2 separate regions of the Hordeum vulgare genome follow, and region 1 is linked to region 2. A link is a contact called in public Hi-C data. All regions are on one chromosome and are shown on one strand. Each heading gives the region's core, a stretch centred on a gene start, on an enhancer-like site or on the middle of the called end of the contact. The rest is flanking DNA. Distances are from core to core; before and after follow the strand shown.

Region 1 (6,185 bases), core at 624-3,123, 130 kb before region 2:
CATTTTGCTCCATACATAATTCTTTGGTAAAATCGCTAAAAATACTTATATTTACGAATGGAGGAAGCAGTTTAATTACTAAATAACACTAAGATAAATATGCCTTGTAGCTTTGCGCTAGTAAACTGATAAAACTCCCCTAAACGCTCGGTCACACAACTGGACCTACTCAAACGTGTTCACTTTCATGAAAGCAAACCGTCCGCAAAGGCGATGGTTGGTGTCGCCGTTAGACGTCGTGAACGGTGGCCTCCAACCCTCTTCCTCCGCTGCTCTGGCGGCTGGTGGAGAGGGGTGGGCTCCCATTTTCTCTTCCTGTTATTCTATAGGTTTAGTGTTTCGTCTTCGTCTAATAATATCAATTTGGTGAGATTAATGTTGTGTCTAATAAGTTGCCCTTAGTCTATTCCTCCCATGAAGATGTTTTTTTTTTCTATGGCGCCGCTAAGTTGATGGCCTCGTCTGCTTGCCGTTGGTTCAAAGCGGTGGGCCCTATGCTTTCTATGTCCAATGGTTGCCGTTTTTTACGGCGGCGCCGATAAGTGGGACATATTAGTGCTAGTACATGGTTGGTGGTTCGACGATGGCGTTTTTTTGCGGCAATAGTGACAAGATGCGTCGGATCTAATTTTAGGTCAGTGTGGGGAACATCCTCGACTGACACGTCACATCGTCAAGTGCATGTTATGCAGGTCTGATCTTTGGCTCACAACGCCTACAAGGCTATGATGCTGGTCCGGATTTTGGTTTGCTGGTGTTTTGCCTCTTCTTTCGATGTGCGTCTCGGCGGCATTGATGTTCGATGGCAATTTCATATTTGGTTGTTTGCAGGGACTCCGATGGGCTCATTTGTAATATATTTTTATGTGGAGTTCATTCTAGAATTTTATCTCGACATCTATCATGTCTTGATCTTTCTGCTAGATTTCACATGTATGTGTGCAATTGTACATTGTTTTATTGATTAATAAAGTGTGTATAGTAAAGAAAACTCGTATTTTAGAGAAAATTTTATATAATTTTAGCTAATTAAGAGCATCTACAACCGGACACCTCAAACTTCCCTTCATACGCCCGTGGACGCGTCTGGTTAATGACCCCTTATATCATCCCTATACGTTCGGGCTGTCCGTGAACCCTCATAACCATATACATATCAAATATAGAGAAGATATAAGGGCTCGCGGCCCGGACGTGCCCGGTCAGTCCGTCACGTAGGACGCGACCTCACCCCGAACCACTTTTCTTTTTCTTTATTCGTTCTTTTCTTTCCCTCTCTTACTCTTCACCAATTACATGAAAGCAATCGGACATATCATGAAGAAAATAAGAAATATGATTGTGGGACTCACAAATAAGAAACACGCCTGATCATTGACAGGAGGTTGAAGAAGACGATCTAGCCATTAATTTTGCATCCGACGGTTGATAACGCATCAACTGATCCAAAATCATTTTTCAGTACTAACCCCTAGCTTATCCTTTACTACTTTGCACGGTCATTCTAATCCATTTGCTCACATAAGCTCTTATTAAGACACCGCCAAACACGACAAACAGTGCGTGAAAACAGCCTAAGCATCCGATGCATACACTGTTTTGGCTGCAACCTCCCCGAAACCGATGCGACACGCTTCTTAATCCCTGGCCTGACAATGCCAAGTGCAAACATCCTCTGCACCTCCAGCTTCCAAACAAAATTTTACTGCACTACCGCCCAAACCATCCCACTCCGAGTCTCCGGCTAACTCGTGCGTGTCACAGTCCGGCAGATCATATACAAAGATTACTACTTGTAGTGTCTGCGTCTGCCGCTCTGTTCACCACCCCCCAAAGACCACACAGGTCTCGCCTCCTTGCTCCTTGCTCCATCGCCCATCAGGGCACAAGCTAGCAGAACATTACATCATTTTATTCTCTGGGAGTGCAGTTCAGTTGGGCAGCCGTGCAAGAAAGCGCAGGGTGCCAGCCATGGAGTTGGAGGGGAGGCCGGCGCTGATGCTGAAGGAGTGGCTTGAGCTGGAGTTCACCGCGGAGCTCTCCCGCGGCGGCTTCGGGTGCTACCCGCGCCACCTCGTCGCCGAGCTTCGTAGCACGCGGCGCAACGGCGACGTGATGGCGAGGGTATCCGCTGCGGTGAGGGCCGCGTTATTCCGGCCATCGGGAAGGGAGGGGGAGGTCGCGCTCGCCGGGAATTTCCCGAAGAAGCTGCGTATGGGTTTCTGGAAGAAGAGAAGGGGCGAGGAGGCGGTGGAGAGGAGGGTTCCCAGCTGCTCAGCGTCCACCACAGCCATCGGAAGGAGGGATGGTTCGTCGCCGGGGCGGAGTCGGGAGCGTGGCCAGGCGGGTGACGTCGGTGCAGGTCTCGCCGGCCGCCGTAACAGCGAAACAAAGGTAAGAGTGCACCCTTTTCCTGTGAATTCACCTCACGTCTCCATTCCCTTTTCTGCTTAATTATGTTCTTCGTGCCGGTTGGTTGTTGGTTTGCATTGGATCGCGCGATCCTCCTTCTAACAGGTTGCTGGGCTCGGGGCAACGCGACACTTGGAGCAGGAGCAGGAGCAGGAGCGGAAGCAGCGTCTGAGCCCGGTCTCGGTGATGGATTTCCTCAGCCAGGATGAAGACGACGAGGACGAGAACGGCGACGGCGACGGCGTGGATGGAGACGACGAGACCGCGTCGCCGACGTTCCAGCGAAGCATCGCCAACATTCGAAGTAAGGCTTTCGGCACTTCTTTTCTCTTCGTTCTGAAGTGAATTCTGTTCGTTGAACCTGTCACTGCTACGTCAAGTCCCTGCAAAATTGCACTTGATGCAAAGCGCTCGCACATGTTTATCGCCCGTAAGACCAGGCTAGGCTAAGTTTTGGCTTTTGTTTTTTTAGAACAGTGATGATATCAGGCTAGCTGCTTAGGCGTCTCGATCACGTAGTGATCGTTGACAGTAATCACCGATCGACAGGCACAACGTTTTCTACCACGGCTCGTCCGTCCTCCACCGTCTAACCGTACGTGCTGCAGTCGCCAGCACAGCAAAGTCGCCTTTTGGTTCGTACTCCTACTTAAGCCCGGATTAGTTAGAAAATAATCGTGTGCAAATGATACGGCCCCTAACTAATGTAGATCAAGTACAGTTCGATGCCCTGGTCGATGTATATATGCACACGAACTGTTGGCGTATTAGGCTATGGCAACCACATGCCACGAATATATATCAGGTGACCCATTCCTGTCTCCCCTCTTATCAACTCAAGGCACATTGCTCCTGCGCAGACCGTTGGATGCAAATACGTGCAAGTAAGGAACAGTGTAGTGCAGTACTACAAGAAGAAAAGGAGCGGGGGAAACGTGAGGTTGATGGCCGAGCAGCAACGCATAATGGTTGCGTGGAGAATTGTATATGATCAGCACATTAAACAAGTGTTAACTCGGGGGACAACTTGATTCTCGATCGCAGCCTACACTATCGGAAAGTACAGAGCATGTCGTATTCTAAAGTTTCCAACGCAATATGAAAAGCGAGAAAGGGGCGAAATGATGGACAGAATAATCGCCTTATCAACCGAGTAGCGGCTGGCCAGTGGATGTAATCATGCAAGGTGTACCATCCATCTGGTGCTCATCCAGAGTAATCACATATTAGTAGCATTTCGTAACACGAAAGGGGCATATACCGGCTGTCGACTATGATTGTCCTCTTTAGATGAGCATACTTGGGAGTTAACAATTTAGCATGCACCGGCTCGTCAAGTGTCATATATAGCACGGAGATGGGCAGAAACCTAAAGCAATATGTAGTGAGTAAGGGCATCTTCAACGTGGATCATCAAAAAAATCTGAAATTATCAAGAACACTTTAGGCCTTCAACGCTAGTTCTTAAATGTCCACGGACTGGTGCGGACATCCGAAAACCTTCAGGCCATCCTTAAATCCCGGGGGAGCTTTAGATGGCTATTTGCTTATGTTCATTTGGTGACTAGCATTAGATATGCCCTTATTCAGTGTGTTATTAATGAATAAAAGGTTTGCTAGCTCTAGATGAGTTTATTACGTGTCAAGTTATGTTGCAATACAAACTTAGAGTACCTAGGCTTATATTATTTGGAGTTTGGTTAGCCAAAGAATGTGAGAATTAAGCTAGCAGCCTAGCAATGCCAAATAGTTATGGGGCATAGACCGGATATCTTGTGTTTTGTTATGACTTGCCATGCCAATGATGCCATGTTGCTATCCAATGGGGTTTTCCCATTAACATACTACTATTCACATTGACATAGTACTATTCAGTGCTCACCGAGTTTTATCGTAAGACGGACATGCAACAATGGACCATGTGTCTATATATTGTCTGCCATTACCAATGGAGCAAATGTTAGTTTATAAGTGCCCCTTTTTATAATACAAGTTATTTACGAAGCTCATAATATCATGCACCATCTTTTAAATCATTATACATCAGTTGCTAATTAAAAACTTATGTTGTGTAGGAGCAAGTCAAGAGTTGCTTCAAAAAATTCGGCAATTTGAGCAGCTAGGCGACCTAGACATATCTGACGTGGACGATGCTACCACGACCACGGAGGATGTAAGCTACAACATGGCAGAAACAGAGTCCACAGCAGACAGTGATAATGCGTCAGCGCAGGGCATACTAGACCTCCTAGAAGCAAGCTCCTCGGGGTCCATCCACTGCTTCCAGAAGCTTCTAGTTGATTTCTTTTGCGACGATAAAACCCCGAGAAATCTAGGTCGAAGAAAGGCATTGTTGGAGACGGCCCAGGCATGGTTGGATGGGCAAAATTGTTCATTAAGACCAATTTGGGCAGTGGTGAAGGCGGAGATTGAGCCGATCCAACGGTGGAGATGTTTCGGGGATGATGAAAAGAAGTTACTAGTTGCTGATCTTGAGAGTGACATCATCTCGTTGTTGGTCGGAGAATTGGTTGACGAGTTATATTGACCGATGGCAACGAGAAGATGATTTCTTGAAACTGCTTTTGAACATGGAGATAGATGGACCAAGCAACTTTGTCCTGCAACTTTTATTTGGTGTGTATATCATCGAAGGAGAAGCACATATGAACTGGTGCAACCTTGCGAGATCCCACAACATAATATGGTGATACTATGATGTTGGAATATCAGTGTTGTGTAAGTGCTTGTACATTTATGGGTGATCTGCAATCTATTGGATACATGTCTTTTGCTTTGGATAGGGCATCAAAAGTTTGGCAACAATGTGTTCTGACCTAGAAATTTGTAATAAAACATGTGTTCTTATAAGATCCTAGGAAACCAGGTGCTTTGAGAGAAATTTGTAATAAAACTATTTTTCTTGTAAGATCCTAGGAAACCACATGCATTGGGAAAATCGCTCTCTTTTAAATGTCAAGTCACATGATGTAAATAATCATCAGCGAGGAAAGAGGACACAAGACATACTGAGTAATCATGTCTAGTTTTCTATGTAGAACACACAAAAAAGAGTTTAAACAACACGTCCGTTCCGATTTTACCCGAGTGTAATTAACATAAATGGGGCACCCTTTTTTTACAGGACATATGGGTCAAGGATTGCTATTTCACATCTAGATGTTAACCGTTTTCTAATATCATTAGATCTTGTTTGTCTATAAATTCCGTGTTAACCTTTCTAGCTTAGAAGCTCTAACCACGGGAGACAAGACACCTCTTGTATAATTAACTCAGTTTTCCTCCTTTTGTCTTTTTTTCCATTTTCTTTTCTTTTCTTTTCCTTTCCTTTCCTCTTTTCTTTTCCTTTCCTTTCCTCCTTTTTTCCTTTTTTATTTTATTTTTTCAAACCGATGAATTATTTTAGGAATTTGTTGAACCTTTAATAACATTATGTGATTTTCAAAAATTGATGAACTTTTTGTTTCAACTGAATGAGATTTAAAAAAAAATGATGAACTTTTTCAATACCGAAGACCTTTTTTCAAACTACATGGGCTTTTCTTTTCAAAATTGAGGAACTTTTCTTTTAAATTGACAATAACCTTTTAGCCCAAATGAACGAAACTTTTATCTTTTTTTTCATTTTACAATTTTTTCCACAAGTACTAAAAAATGTCGGTTTTTGTCTACCAGGCCAACAACACAAGTAAATGGAAAAAGAATAGCCCGTGGCCGACCGAGCGAATGAAGTCATGTGCAGGTGGAGCGAG
Region 2 (6,427 bases), core at 3,500-5,999:
ACACTACTTACAAGCTTGTAAATAACGAGTACAAGGGGATTGACAACCCTCTTGTTCGTGTTGGGTGCAAATATTTGCTCTTTTATGTGTAGCCACTAAAGACGAGGGTTGGTTGTTACTTTTATAGGTATGTTAAACATTGGTTCTCTATCGAAGGAAATACTTATCTATATTGTGTTGCATCACATGTTTCTCTTCACGAAAAATTCAATGCATATCACAAGTATCAAAAACTTACCCCGGGTAACTTCTGTGTAATAGCATGGTATTTTTGCACCACATATCGGATTATAGGTGGCCAACGGGCTGACCTCGACATGCAAGAACCGACACACACCTAAATGAGTCTGGCCTGGCACGACCCGCAACGTTCCGTTTATTAATGGGCCATGACAGGTCGGCATATGGTCCTCACCTTGCAGCCCAGGAACAACATCAATGGTACATGGTGGTATTGCACACCTTATAATTTACTTACAAATGGTATCTATCTTTTGACTCAGGTAAAAAGTAGTTGAAACGTATCCAGGTAACCTAACGGTAACACCATGATAAGTTATGTGTTGTAAGCGTGATGGTTTACATAGTCCAGACCGGGTAAAATTTTATCTGAAAAAAGCTTCAAAACATACCAGTGTGGAATTTAGTTTTTAAGGTCTCATCGCGATAAATCTTTTATGTGAAGACAATTATTCAATTCGGCCGACGGTTTGAGCTCCAAGATATTTTCAATTTCTAATACTAATGCCGACATCATAATTTTTTTTTCTAAATGTGCCTAATTATGAGTGAGAAAATCTAATCTAAAGCGTGTGCACGCATGCGTTCCCGTGCGGCGGGCTCGCGGGTCAGGATTCCGCTTTATCCCGCTACAGTACTTTGCTACAACGCGCTATAAGATGGATACTTATGGATCACATTCTGAACATTCCGTGCGGCAGATTCATTCTAAACGACCGGAATTCAAAAACTTTTATCTCTTAAACCGTTAATTCGATCGATGATCCGCTTTCGTCGTTGACTTTGTTTCGACAAAATCTTCAAAACTAGATGCCATGTCGACATGTTTCGATAACTTTTTATTTGCTCGTAATTACCAAATTTGTTGCATTTACTTGTCATATTAGTGAGTACTTACTTGGCTGATAAAAAATAATTTAATCATCAAATTTTTGAAAATTACGTATAAATATGTCATCTTGACATAATCAAAATGACAAGCACAAACAACTTTTTTTAGGCGATTACCGGCAAAAATACGACAACTCAACATATTTTAAACCGGTGACCACAAGAAATCTTTTTTAATTGTCGTTTGTAAATATGACAACTTGGCATAGTTAAACTAACAAGCACACAAAATAGTTTTCTGGCAAAGTTGTATGTAAACATGACAACTTGGTATATTTAAATTGGCAAACACAACCCATGACATATTTGTATATCATGTATAATGAAAACTGCTACAAGGCTTTGTACGAAACAACATTAAAAAGTGTCAATCAAGTTATTTTTCTCACACAAGTAAGTGGTTAATAATATGATAAGTCGGTCAAAAAATTGTGGCAAGTATGAATAGAAAAAAATAGTTGACGGAACATGTCGACATGGGATCTAGTTTCGAAGAACTCGTCACGAGAAAGACAATGGTGAAAGTGGATCATCGATTGAGTTAACGGTTTTGTAGATAATTTTTTTTGAATTTCAAACATTAATGGAAATCTTGTTAACTTCATCCCATGCATGCATAGGAGAAAGAGAGGGGACTAGCCGCATTATTGGCAATACTTAGCTTATTTTTTAAGTGATGACAATACTTAGCTTAGTAGTACTAATGGATCATGCCTTTTTATTTGTCTTTACCAGCATTGTGCATGTCGGGATGAAGTTGCAGTGCATGTGTACTGGCTAGTGTGAGACAACCGGCTAGCGGCCGCCGCACGGAAGTGCTAATATGCGGTGCCGTTAGGTAGTGCAGTCCATTATGAGTTTATAACGCCTCGTATACATGCAAACTAGCGTTATGCTTTGTTATCCTCTCCATGAAAGAATGGCCGCCAGTTTTAGAAACAATCTTAACAAAATTGAAAAATGTTCACTAAAATATAAAATAATAATAATAAATCATTAGGAAGATAAATAACAATAAAAAAAGAAAATGCAACAAAGTGCAGATAAAACACACGACAAAAAGAATCTATCAAAAATATTTTTCAAATTGTGATTAGTACTTAATAAAATTGTCATCCTTAAAATTGTGAATATTTATAAACTGGCCGAACATTCTTAAAACTGTGAACAGTACCTAAAAAAATACTATAAAAATATAAATTGTACATCAACAGATTGCTAAAATTGCATAAATGAACACTTTTAAAAATATCCACCTCCTAATTAGGAAATAGTACCCCACAAAACAATAATTAAGAAATAGTAATTTAGCGTTGCGTTAGAGGCGAGGCCTAGTTAAGTCTCGCAACAGTCCAGAAATAGCCTTTGCGTGGATAAAGAGGCGGTCACGCGGGGAGCTCCTATGCAGCATTGCGGACGCATGTTAACGTTCCGATACCGGGAGCTCCTACCTGCCGCTGCCGCTCATTGCGGCAGGGAGCTCCAGCGCCCCATAGGGGTGGGCGCCCCTAATAGTTTGGCCCAGTTTTATTTATTTTTTCTGTTACTATTTACATTCACTGTTATTTTCATTTTTTTGTTTCGTTTTTTGCTTTTTCCTTTGTATTTTATTTAAAGCAAAAATATTTTTCGAATTTAAAGAAAACAAATTTCAAAAAACGTTAATAAATTTACAAGCGTGAACATTTTTTGAATCTTGAGAACCAAATTTTGAAAAGGAGAACAATTTTGAAAAATCTCAAACAAATTTGAAAGTGCAAACACATTTTGCAAGCATAGACTTTTTTGAATTATGAGAACATTTTTTTTAAACAGGAGCATTTTTATAAAATATGTGCAAATCGTTTTCAAATTCTGGATAAGTTTTCTAAAATTCTGGAGAAGTTTCAAATTCGGAAACATTTTTTCAAATTTCGGAACATTTGTTTAAATTCCGGAACATTTTTTAAAATACGGAGCTCTTTGAAATTCCGGAAAAAATTCAAATTCCAGAGCATTTTTTAAATTCCGAAACAATTTTCAAATTCCGGAAATTCTTCTAAAATTCCGGAACATTTTTCAAATTCCGGGGCATTTTTTCAAATTCCAGAGCATTTTTTAAAATTTGAGAATATTTTTTCAAAAATTGGAATATTTTTTAAATTCCCAAACTTTTTTTTAAATTCCAGAACATTTTTCAAATTCCAAAACATATTTTCGAATTTCGGAATATTTTGAAAAATTACGAAACATTTTTTCAAATTCTGGAACATTTATTCAAATTCCAGAACATTGTTTCAAATACCAGCACATTTTTGCAAATTTCAGAATATTTTGAAATATTACGGAACATTTTTTCAAACTCTAAAACATTATTTTAACTTCCGAAATATATTTTTTACATTCTGGAACATTTTTTCAAATTCCAAAGATTTCCTAAGTACATAACATTTTTTAAAATTCCGAAACATTTTTTCAATTTCCGAAATTTATTTTTTTAAAATCGAAAACAATTTTGAAACAGAAACAAAAAAGAATAAAGAAAAGAAAAAAAACCGGTTTATGGAATCTTCTAGAAAGTTTTTAAAACCGGAAAAACCTGGCTGGAAACCTCTAGAAGGTTTTCCAAAACGGGAAACACTGAAACGGTTAAACAGGTCGGCCAAATTGTGACAACCGTTCGATCTTCCTATGCGAAGCTGCGGCATTTTGACGCAACGCGTGTCATATATTGGGATTTCATCCGACTCCTGCAGCGTCGCGGGCATAGACCAGCCCACTAGCGTGCTGTCCAGTTTTCTTATCTGTTTTTTACTGATCCAGTAAAAAAAAAACACCCATATTTTTTATTTATTACAATAATAAAAATATAAAATCAAAACGGTTTACAGGTTTAAATAAAAAGGTTCATCCATTTAAAAGAAAGTTCATATCTATGAAATAGGTTCATCAGTTTTGAAAAAAGTTTATTAATTTGAAAAAAATTCATTGAAATTTAAAAAAAGTTCATCCAATTTTGAAAAGGTTCATTTTTTTAAAGTACATAGAAATCCAAAAAAGTTCATGTATTTTTTAAAGATGTTCATTGAACTGAGAAAAAAGTTCATACACCTTTGAAAAGTTCATAAAAATTTGGTAATAATTCATCCATTTAAAAAATATGATCATCAAATTTTAAAAAAGTTCATTGATATTCAATAAAGATCTAAAATTACGTATTTTTGAAAAGGTTCACCGATTTTCAGAGAAAATTTCATAAACCTTAAAATATATTCATTGAAATATAAGAAAGTTCAAGGATATTTAAAGAAATTCACTGAATTTTAAAAAAATCGCAAACCCACGTATGAATGGGCTGGCCCATTTACGAACGTTAGTTAACAAAAATGCAACGCCTGTGCTCCAAATAGGAAATGCCACAACTGGGAACGAGGTTGGACGTGTTCGGTGACGGCCGCGAGGCGTGGAGACAGACGATCAGACCGCACGAGGCAGGCAACGGCACGCGCAGCGCAGGCTCGCTGATGGCGATGCTCGGCTGGAAGAAACATCACCGTCTGACAGCCCAGAGGTCACCCTCGCCTGCCAAAAGGACAAAGCTGATGAGCATCAGATCGCGGCGTGGGACGTATCGTTGCCGTGTCCAAAACCAGGGCTCGATTATTGCGGTCGAGCCATCGCCCTCGCCCTCGCCGCGCAACCTGTTCGAAAACAGTGCGGCCCGTTGTGGAAGAAGCTGGGAAGAGACGAAAATGGAGGGAGACGCGGTGTCCCCCGTCGCACTCGTAACTCGTAAATCTCATGAGGTGTACCTTGATTCTCTTCCTCACGCCTAGCACGTGCGTGCACGAGTTGGTAGCTGCAGGACGAACATACGATGTGCTAACGGTTTTTCACTTTCAGAAGAAATACATATACGTACGTGGGTTTTTAGCGGGCTGCAAATGTTTGCCTGTTTTATTCGATTGGTGTAGACTTTATGCCAAGTGGTGACAGTTCATCGAGCCAAACCTTTTGTTTGTTACCGATAATAACAAAACTAAACTAAACGAGAGTGATGCATCAGAGGGAGAAAGATCCTTTGCACCGTACATCACGTAAAGATCAACGCACTCATGGCGACATAATATAGTCATTGCTGTACACATGTCACAGAAGGCTGCTGGTGATAACTTGGATGGAACTGATGTGGACCCGCGAGAATGTGAGGCCATGGCCACAAAAGTTTTGGTGTTTTTTCTCACAAGAAAATAAGATGTTTTGATGATTCTTCTTGCTTGACATACTAGGAGAAATCGGATTTTACAAAAACAAAAGAATACGTGGGAGGAATCTCAAGTAAAAAATGTCGCATAACAACTATCGAAAGGTACTTCCATTTTTAGTGACGGCCGAGATGTTTCATCTTTAAAACCATTAGAACCTACTCCTTCTGTTCCTAAATAATATTAGTATAATAAATCCTATTCTGACTATAAGATGTTTCACATCAATAAAATCCAGCAAAAGGCAGACATTTATTCGCACCTACTCCTTCTGTTTCTAAATATAAGTCTTTCTAAAGATTTCACTAGTAAACTACATGCAGATGCATATACACATACTTTAGAGTGTAGATTTAGTCATTTTGCTTCATATGTAGACTCTTAGTGAAATCTCTTAAAAAACTTATATTTAGGAACGGAGGGAGTACCAATCATAGTATGATTTCTTTGCCTCTCTGTGCATGTAAGCATTAAATACTCTTCCTCTGTTCCTAAATATATGTCTTTTAAGAGATTCCACTACAAACTAAATACGGATGTATATAGGCATATTTTAGAGTTAAATTTATTTATTTTACTTCCTATGTAGTCTTTAATGGAATCTCTTAAAACACTTATATTTAGGAACGGAGGGAGTATAGCTATAGTCTTTGTATGAGTGGTTTTTTGTGAAGCCTTTAGATGATGTGTCGCTAGTATAGAGCTAGCATTAGGCTCTTCTATTAGCCTTGCCCCTAGCATCTACGAAGCACCGATACTTCAAAAATTTATGTATCACGGTCCAGTACTTCACCGATACCCCGATACACCAGATACGGCTTCGGTATGGGTATCCCCAAAATATCGTCTTTTTCAATTTCAAAATAAAAGAGAAAAATGGCGATGCGGCTATCTTCGAAGTATCGTCGTTCAGTATTGCTCATGCCTTGATGTATCGTTGATCTGTTTATATAGATATTGGACGTGTACTGTATTGATGTAGTAGTTGGATAAAAGTGCTTGCTAACGATGTTGCTTGTTGGATAAAATTACATGTTGATGTTGTTGGCTTG

Evidence for each region. A called contact is a pair of places that touch in the nucleus more often than the background predicts.
Region 1: a contact with region 2 is called in a Hi-C map of seedling, with 4 times the contacts expected there. The contact joins the promoter of LOC123430636 here to the enhancer-like site in region 2. A contact is called at or near these places in 4 of 6 Hi-C or Micro-C datasets (leaf and seedling).

The regions. Positions count from the first base shown.
Region 1 is chr2H:584,575,694-584,581,878 of MorexV3_pseudomolecules_assembly, reverse strand. It overlaps LOC123430636, which reads left to right and starts at 1,873. Exons shown (of 3, transcript XM_045114491.1): 1 at 1,873-2,394; 2 at 2,554-2,716; 3 at 4,488-5,209. The coding sequence starts at 1,972. The coding sequence ends at 4,960.
Region 2 is chr2H:584,447,258-584,453,684 of MorexV3_pseudomolecules_assembly, reverse strand. No RefSeq gene overlaps it. Among protein-coding and RNA genes, the nearest start is that of LOC123428677, 55 kb to the left of the region's middle. Within about 2 kb of position 4,749, at least 3 of the 3 cell types and tissues checked have open chromatin away from gene starts, as enhancers often do. A contact at or near this core is called in leaf and seedling, where this site is marked.